Linked DNA regions of Mus musculus: all the other regions are linked to region 2. A link is a contact called in public promoter capture Hi-C data. All regions are on one chromosome and are shown on one strand. The core of a region is the stretch at or near the end of the contact, and the rest is flanking DNA. Distances in the headings are between cores, read along the strand shown.

Region 1 (3,061 bases), core at 307-2,806, 130 kb before region 2:
TCTTTTTCTGGAAAGCAGTTGTGCATACCACAGGCTTTTAAGATGCTTCCCTCACCAGGTCGGACCTTAGAAGTAGCTTCCTGCACTTGAGGTTTTCTGAGAGGAGCCTGATCACCTCTCTGTCCCTCAACACCTCAGTTTCCATCCGGAGCGGGTGACGCGGAGCTCAGGATGTGGCATACTCTGTGGCATTTCCCGGTACCTTTTTGTTAGTTGAGACAGAATCTCATATATCCCAGGTCGGCCTCAGACTTGCTGGGTAGCTAAGGATGACCTTGAACCAGGGACTCCCTCTGCCTCCATCTCTTAGTGCTGGGATTTCAGATGAGCCCCCATCAAAGTCAGTTCATGAAGTGCACGAGGACAGAGCCTTAAGATTTGTGCACACAAAGCAAGCACGATCAACTACACCCCCAGCCTCTATTAAGTTATTTCCATAAATATGATTCTGAATTTTAAAAAAGCCCAAGCATGGATGAGAAGGAATAGAAATGATATGCAGCAAGTGTCTAGGTAGACAAGAAAGATTCAGAGCAGCCCGAGAGACTCAGGATACACGCAGACGGCTAAAGCAGCTCGGTGTGGGATGTGGAGGAGGTTGGACTGGCTGGGAAACTGGCCTAGGAGATGGCCTGGAGGAGAGAAGGCGCTTTGGGGAATGAAGGAGGTGGTAAAGGCAAGGAGCGATCATGGAAGATCGTGAGCGATGTCCAGGTTCCCACTGAGACTTCTGGGAGAAGCTTTGCGAGATGCTGCCGTTTGGACAGTCTTTACCCTTTTGTGCCCATTGTTGGCTGAGTTTTCAAGAAAAGGGAGGGCAGATAGTAGGAGAGCTGGCTTTGGAACAACCGACTGTCCTGGTGCAGGTTCATTTTCCTCACATTGAAAATGAGCCAAATGACCTGTAAGCCTCTGACCTAAAGACAGGAAGGCGCGCACTCTGCTGCCCCCACTGTTGCTCCGGAGCCCACTTCTTTTCCCTTCCCTGGGGCCATACCAACAGGACTCAGGCCCAGGGGGCTTCCTGAGCACACCCTGCTCAAGCAGCTCTTTGGGCGGCACTCTCATGCTCTACACCCAGACGTCTGGGAATATTCCACGAAGAGCCCTAATCTTCAGGACCTGCCAGGCTAGCCGGTGGTAACCTGGCCTCCAAAAACACTCCAGGCAAGGAATGAACGCTGCCTCAGTGTCTTACATCAGGGCATTCCTCTGAGGGTCAGTTCTGCTACAAAAAAAGAAAGGGAGCAGGAGACAGACCAGTGTGCTGAGCAGTGCAGGGCAAGCACTCCACGCTTGTTAACTCGGTCGATTTCCACAATCATACGAGGGAGCAGGTTATTCCCATTTCACAGAGAAATGATACAGAATGTTTCAGTAACTTGATCAAGGTCAAGGGGCGGTGAGTGAGCAACCAAGGTGGAAAACAAATATTTCCACTTGGCACTGGAACATTGGTTGCGGACGTTGATGGCAGCTGTGTGTAGGGAAGGGGTGCGCGCGGGGGGTGGGGTGGGAGGGCGGCACAGTGTTGTTCCAGGAGCATCTGTCCCCACAGGTCTCTGAGCCGATCTCGCGGGCCTGCGGGCTCTGACACCCTCAGATCTGGCTCCACCCTCTGCTGGCCCTTGGCTCAGCCCAGCTCCGTTCCAGCTCGAGGATGCCCAGCTCCCATCTGTGACCCGCGTCCTTCGCCGGGCCCTTCCTTTTCCCATTAAAGCAAGCGTCCTGGGGCGCTTGTCTCCTCGCGGTGGCTGCTGAGCCCTTGCGTTCGTTAGCAGGAGCCTGGTGGGGACGCCTCTGGGGATCGTACAGCGGCCCTAGAGCACCCGGGTGGTGCCTCTCTCTGTGCGCGCCGGGCAGCTACGGGCGACGGGGACGCGCAGAGGAGACGCGGCCGGGGGCCGCCTGGAAGGGCAGCGGCGAGGGGCGCGGCGCCGCCGGAAGCTGAGCCAGGGGACCCCCGGCGCGATGCGGTGAAAGAAGAGCGACCCGGAGGTGGCAATGAGTGCCTCTGCGGCCACGGGGGTTTTTGTGCTGTCCCTCTCAGCCATCCCGGTCACCTACATCTTCAACCACCTGGCGGCCCAGCACGAGTGAGTGAGCGCGCGCGGGGTAGACAAGAGCCCGCAACTTTTCCGCGGGTTTGGGACCGCGGCTTTGGGACTGGGTAGCTTCCAGAAACGCCACGCCCGCAGCATGAGGGAGGCACCAGGGTCACCCGGCCCTAGGTCCTCAAACTGGGCTAGGGCAGTTCAAGGTCTGAGAGCTGGGCGCCTGCTCTTTGCCAGTACTGGGTGGGTAGCTGATATTACCAAGGTCAATACCGAAATGCCCCTGCCTCCGAGGCTCTCAGACACTAGAGGGGTGCAGAGCAACACGGAAGGCACGAACCGCCTTATTTGAAAGGAACGCTTTCCTTGTATGGACTTTCACATACTTACCATTTTATAATTTTAGAAACTGTTGTGAGCGGCTAACAGAAATAACCATGGTTTTCTGAGCCTTTGCTACTAACAGGGTGACCTGGCTTTAGTGTTCTGGTCTGTCTTTGCACCTCAAGGATCTTGTGGGAACTTTGTGCAAGGGCGCTGTGAAAGGGATAGAGGTTCGATGCTGGCCAGGAGCAAAGGTTCAGTGATCAGTTTAATGCTAAGGAACCGACGAATTCTGTAAGGGCTCTGGGTCCCAGTCTTGGCTTTCACTTCTCTAAAGGGATCACTGACTGACGAGCCCCCATGGGCAGCCGAAGGCCTGGGTGGTCAGTGGAAAGGCGCCAGCGGTGGCCCTGCTGAAGTTGATTGTGGGCTGCTGGAGGAGGAAGTAACTGGCTGTGCTTTTCATAGCAGTTGGTGCTAAGGAAATTGCATCAATCTATACCCTGCAGCCCGTGCCAGACCTCCAGACTGCTAGCGGAGTATGCACACAGTCAATGGTTTTCTCTCACTGCTGAGGTCACCTCATCCAGACGGCATGAGTGAGCACTGCGACGCTCCCTTAGACACAGGCTGCCCCTGTGCTTGGCCTTTGGTGCATCTCCTGAAGCAGCAGCTCCGAGCAG
Region 2 (2,792 bases), core at 54-2,553:
TCTCTCACACACACACTCTGACAGGGATTCCCAGGACACCAGTGGGGCCTCTTTCAAGCCCCTTAAGTGTTAACAGCAGAGGCCTGGCTGTGACCAGGCGTCTGGCCCGATTTAAATGCCCTCATCTTCAGAGGTCTGCGGTGAGCCTAGCCATAAAACTAGGGGACATTACCGAACCCCAGAGTGTCTGATCTTCCCCCCCCCCCCCGCACTGCATACAACTTCACTCATACAATTAAGGCTGCTAGTTGGCATTCCATTTAACTGTCAAACTCAGGCTGGTGGCAGCCCCACAGCCACAAAGAGATGCCTTAAACGAGAAGAACATGTTTCTACACCGCATTTGAGAAAGTTTGGCTCCGAGCTATGTACTGATTGATATCAGATCTCTCTCACTTGCCTCTCCAATCTTGTCACATCTGGCTGACAAATCCCCAGGAGTTTATCCGAAGTCGTGAGGCCAGTAGGGTTAAGGGGCTCCCCTGGGGAAGCAGCGCCCGTGGACAGCGGACACCCGAAGCGGATGCTGGGGTACGCCCGGCTGGAACCCCGCTGCGGGGTGGACAGTCACTGGGCCACTAAGCACCTCACCTCTGCATTGCCAGGATCCCTTCCTGTCACTCTCAGGTAAACCATCTCCAAAGAGACTGGACCTTGGCCCTCTGGCTTCCCCATCAGCATCCGGATGCGCTCCTCCAAGTCCCTGAGCGACCGGAGGGCACGAACACCCCTCACTGTCCCACGCTCGACAAGCCAGGCGGAACGCCGGCAAACCAACGCACTCCTTCAGCGCGGTTCAACTGCGAGCATCCGTCCTCTTCAGACACGTCTAACTAAGCTGACGGTTTGCGGCGCTTTTGGTCTTTTGTCTCTTCCCTTTTAAAAAAGCAAGGATTTGTCCCTCAGGGGACCGGCGCCCCCTCCACGCCCCTCGGGCGTCTCCGCGACTCTCCTCCCGGGATGACCGAAGGTCACGGCTTGAAATACCAGACAGATGGACGTCCCTGCGCCAACAGCGGTTGGACAGGGGCTCTGGGGTGTAAGAGAAACGGGGCGCCGCTCACGGGTCACCTCGCTGCGACCGGGCACAGGCTGCGAGGAACTGCAGTTCGGCCTCCCGGGACGCACACACGGCGCCGACGACGAGCAGGTGGCCCTCGTAGGGCGGCCCCGCGCCCGTCGCCCGCGCGACCGCTTACCTCAGCCATCCTGCAGCCGCTGCGGAGCCGGCCTTCCCGGCGCGCGTCCCCTGCCCGGGCCGCTCCGCGTCCGCCCCGGCTCGGCGACCGCCGCATCCACGCTCTGGCCGTCTGGGCCACCCCCGCCCCCCCTGCGCAGGAGAAGTGGGCGGCTCCCCGCGGCGCCGGGTGACCGCGCCGGCCCTTGCGCCCCTCGTGCACCCTCGCGTCCGCCCCGCGCCCCGGGGTCCGCCCCTCCGCTCGCCCCGCCCCGCGCCCCTACTCCGGCCGCCGGGGGCTGCGGGCGACGCTCGAGGGGGTGTGGGGAGGCCACGCAGAGTCGCCTCGGTTGAGGCCAGGCCGCGGCCCCCCGCGCACAGCGGAGACCTCGGCGGCCGCGGGCGCGGAGGTGTCTGCCCCCGGCGGGCTTGAAGGCACTTGTTGAGAAGGAGACAGACGTGTCGGTGTTTGCCTCTCCCCGGCGAGGGCGAAACGCTCTCTGAAGTTCCCTGGCTCTGCTCTCTCGGGCTGATGCAGCCTCCCTCGCCTCCCCCGGAGGCGCCTCGGGTCCCGGTGTGGACCAGGCAGAAGGCTGCACTGCCCCCGCCCCCACCGGGAACTTTTTATTTCCACAGATGTGGGGACTTGGGTCGGGTCGTGGAGGCTTGATTGGGAACTCAAACACCCCGGTCTCTTGTGTGCTCTGTGTTAAAGTCCCGGTGTTACCGCTTGCCTGGGACAGGTGACTTCGCTCTCAGAGTTGGAAAGCGGGATTAGACTTAACTAGGTTCTAAGGAGACACGGAGATGAAGTGATAAATCAAACAAGAGTTTCGTCCCCTGGGAGCCGATGGGGAGGGGCTCGCCAGGAGAACCTGCTTTCCGGGGCCTGAGGACAAAGAAAAAGAATCCTTCGGCCCTAAGAACAGGGGAAGATTGTCCACAGCTGGTGTGAAACAGAACCAGGTTTTACTATATAGCTCTTGGGCAGGGCGGGACCTGAGACCTGAAGAGAGGCCAAAGTGTTTGGCTTTTTGGGTCTGTCCTTTTTAGAAGTAAGAGAGCCTAGACTTGGAGTGGCAGGTCCTGTTTCTTTTTTTTTTTTTTTTTTTTCTTTTTTTTTCCCCCAATTTGTTGCACCTGCTTCGCTGCTGGTGGGCGTCCTTGAAAAGGGAACACAGTCCTGCACAAATCAGAGATGCCGGGACAAAGAAAGAGTTGCAAACAGAAGACAGGATGCCAGTTACCCCACGTGCTGACAACAGGCTTCAGAGGGGGGAAAGGTGAGAACAGGACACATGACAGAAAAAAAAGTGTGGGCATCTGTGCTGCACGGGGTCCGGAAACTGGACACCTGGATTTCCCCCAGGTGCCTGTTCTGGGTCTACCTGGTGGTACTTTTCCTTGCAGGCATGAAGTTGCCTAGCCATTGCGATAACATTGACCTGGAGATGCGCATTAATATTGCCACATGGCAAACTTCATTATGAAGCCTTGTTTTATTAATGACCAAGCTAAACTGGTTGGTTACCTTCTGTTTGCTCTTTCCCAAACAGCTACAGTCCACCACACCACCCAACGTTTTAGGCCTTTCTTCTGGTCCTTTCTTTTGTGG
Region 3 (2,858 bases), core at 111-2,610, 260 kb after region 2:
TAAACACCATCTTACTCCATAAGGGAACAAGGTCACAGTCACAGTCAAGTCAAATCAACCCAAAACGTAACAGTGTTAGAAGTTCAGTGTTTGATGTCTGGGACCCACTCCGGGACTCTGGGGGGACCCAGTAGCTAGCTGTGCTCATCTGGCCTGCCCTTCAAAGCTCTGTCTCATAGATTCAGGGTGGAACCCTTCCATGGCTGCTGCTGTCCTATGCTATTAGCGTATCCAAAATGCTGGGGTCTCCTGCTGCAACTGAGGTTTCACCTTCACCAATGGCCTCTCTTCAAGGACTCCAGGATGCCACACAGTACCAGCCCTCAGATTTTTTTTTCCATAACCACTTCATATATTCAAAACTCGTACCACCTGGGTGGCTCCTGCACTACCAGGTCTGCCTGCCAGCATGAGATGCAGCCTCTCCCCTTTCTGGACTACAGTTTCTGGGCTGACCCTGATGTAGCACACACATCTCAGGGGATTTTAAATACTCATTGATGCTGGCCCCTTAATCAAAGCAGATTCTTCAGCTCCAGCTGACCATTATCAGTTGTCCCAGCAAAGCCAAAGTTTTACTCCAGTGGTTCTGGTCTCTGGTTAATCACAGCAGATTTTTCAGTTCCAGGTGACCAGACACCACAGATTTTTGAATTCAAAATATCGAATGGCCCTGATAGAGCCTTTAAGGGACCCTCAAACTTCTATGTGAACTGTCACAAGCCAAACCTCCAACATCTGCATCTCTCACCCTTCCTCTCTTCCTGCATCCCACCCAGAACATCACACAGGGCTCTGAGCACTTAACAGCTTTGTAGCCCAAAGTTCAAAGGCCACCACAGCCCACCTAAAAACACAAGGTCATGTCTGTTACTAAAAACACAAGGTCATGTCTGTTACGGTGATACCTCGTGACTTGGAACCAATTTCTGGCTTTTATTGCTGTGATAAAACACCGTGATCAAAATCAATTTGGGGAAGAGAGGGTTTATTTCAGCTTATAGTTGTAGATCACACTCCAACACTGAGGGGAGTCGGGAAGGAAATCAAACAAGGGAGGAATTCAAATGCAGATGATGCAGCCTTGGACTGGTGCGGTTACTGGCTTGCTCCCATGGCTTGCTAAGCCTGATTCCTTGTAGCATCCAGGACCACCAGCCTAGGGGTGGCATTGCCCATAGTGAGCCAGGCTTTCCCATACCAATTATCAAGTAAAACAAACTTCAGGCTTGCCTACGGGCCAATACTATGCAGGCGTTTTCTTGATTGATTCCCTCTTCCCACATGACCCTAGCTTGTGTCAAGTCGACATAAAAACCAGGCAGCACAATAAGCACTCTTGATTAGACTTTTGCCCGAGATGGTCTGCCGTTGCCCGAGGCACTGTGTCTTCTCGTTTCTATAGCATGTTGTGTTGCAGACATAGCAACTGTACTTTTGCTTGTTTACTGTTTCTGGTTTTTTGCTGTTTTGAACAATGCTGCTTGTATATGAATTTCAGTGTACTCTCGTAGGAATTTCTGCCTGGTGAATACCTAAGAGGGGAATTTCTGAATCATAGGGCGTAGTGATTTCTATATTCATCTTCAGTAGATGCTGCCAAACTGTTTCCCAAAACCATTCAGGCAGCGTGGACTCTAGAGTAGCACATGTGTATTCCAATTGCTCCATCAATCTTGGGAAACACTTGTACTAACATTCATGTTTTGAGATGATTTTAGTTATTCTGATAGCAGTATAGTATGGCATCACGGTCTGATTTGTATTTCCACGATAATAATAATGGTGAGATATTTTCATATGCTTATTCGGCCATTTGGATATTGTCTTAGTACCTGGGACGTTCCAACAAAAATACCAAACACTGGGCGATTTAAACAGACATCTGTTTCTCAGAGTTCTGTGGACTGTTCTGGCCAGGGTCTGCCTTGGTTCACAGATGGGCAGCTCCAGTGTGCTTCTGTAGATGGAGAGGAGAGGACTAACCTTGACCCATGCATCCCGCAAGACTTAGTAGGACACTTCTAGTATGTATGACACATTGGCCATCAGAGATTCAGTGTATGAATTTTGAGGAGACACACCCTCACTTTCCAGCCTCTTTACTATGGCATCTCATGGACAATCCTAAGCTCCAGTCTTTGTCTCTGGATGGCTGTGACAGCGGGAAAATCTCCACCCACATCCTTAGCCTTCATCCCTGACCCTGTGCTGTGTTCTGTAATTCTTGTCTCTGGACCAGTGAGGACTTACCTCAAGCACCAGGAGAAAACGGAACAGCCTGCCAGGGCCACTTCTTTATGCTTTTTGTTTTTTTTCCCCCCAGAAATTTGGCCTCTTAGAACCTGGTTTCCTTGGTTACAGTGTGCTCTGATTTTTCCCTTGCTGAGGGAGAGATGGCTGCTTATTCCAGACTGGAGCTTTCTGCTCCCGCGCTCCACCCTGAGTTACAAGACAGAAAATTGACCCGAATGAAGGAGTACCTGCACTGCTTCTCCACCCTCACTCCGAGAAGTTTCACCCGGTCTATTCCCGACCATCAGCCCCCACCTTGCTGGTGCCTCTCGCCCACACACACCCTTTGCTCATCTTCCCCTGTTGCTGCTGAATTGAATCTTGCTGTATTCTCTGAGCTGATGGAAGCAGCACGTGGCAGCTAAATGGCAGAAAGAAAAGACAGAGGAGCCTGTAGGGAGAGTGAACCCCTTTGGGGAGCCTGAGGCTTCTCTCCAGAGCACTGCTCCTCAGAGAGTTGTCTTTACCTCAAACATCAAACATGGCCAACAAGCCCAGCCCACTTGCCCCTGGGATGTCTTGAAGTACCCATTAGCTTTTTAAAGCTCCAGAACTCGCTTTTG

The links. Promoter capture Hi-C pulls out the DNA fragments that hold promoters and counts their contacts. Capture Hi-C pulls out chosen DNA fragments and counts their contacts.
Region 1: a contact with region 2 is called in a promoter capture Hi-C map of adipose tissue. The contact joins the promoter of Tm6sf1 here to the promoter of Bnc1 in region 2. A contact is called at or near these places in 2 of 39 promoter capture datasets (embryonic stem cells and pre-B cells), 2 of 484 Hi-C or Micro-C datasets (both in embryonic stem cells) and 1 of 9 other capture datasets (adipose tissue).
Region 3: a promoter capture Hi-C map of embryonic stem cells shows a contact between it and region 2, with 28 read pairs. The contact joins the enhancer-like site here to the promoter of Bnc1 in region 2. A contact is called at or near these places in 4 of 39 promoter capture datasets (the C10 cell line, cranial neural crest, embryonic stem cells and 1 more), 5 of 115 datasets of contacts at active chromatin or transcription factors (craniofacial prominence, embryonic basal ganglia, embryonic midbrain and 2 more) and 1 of 9 other capture datasets (liver).

The regions. Positions count from the first base shown.
Region 1 is chr7:81,857,445-81,860,505 of GRCm38.p6, forward strand. It overlaps Tm6sf1 (transmembrane 6 superfamily member 1), which reads left to right and starts at 1,557. Exons shown (of 10, transcript NM_145375.4): 1 at 1,557-2,096. The coding sequence starts at 2,005.
Region 2 is chr7:81,990,996-81,993,787 of GRCm38.p6, forward strand. It overlaps Bnc1 (basonuclin 1), which reads right to left and starts at 1,304. Exons shown (of 5, transcript NM_007562.2): 1 at 1,200-1,304. The coding sequence starts at 1,295.
Region 3 is chr7:82,246,936-82,249,793 of GRCm38.p6, forward strand. The region is part of intron 1 of Sh3gl3 (SH3-domain GRB2-like 3); the gene reads left to right. It overlaps Gm32903 (a long non-coding RNA gene), which reads right to left. Exons shown (of 7, transcript XR_003946814.1): 3 at 2,579-2,656. Among named protein-coding and RNA genes, the nearest start is that of Gm32903, 7.6 kb to the right of the region's middle. Within about 2 kb of position 1,361, at least 25 of the 459 cell types and tissues checked have an H3K27ac peak or open chromatin away from gene starts, as enhancers often do. A contact at or near this core is called in embryonic stem cells, where this site is marked.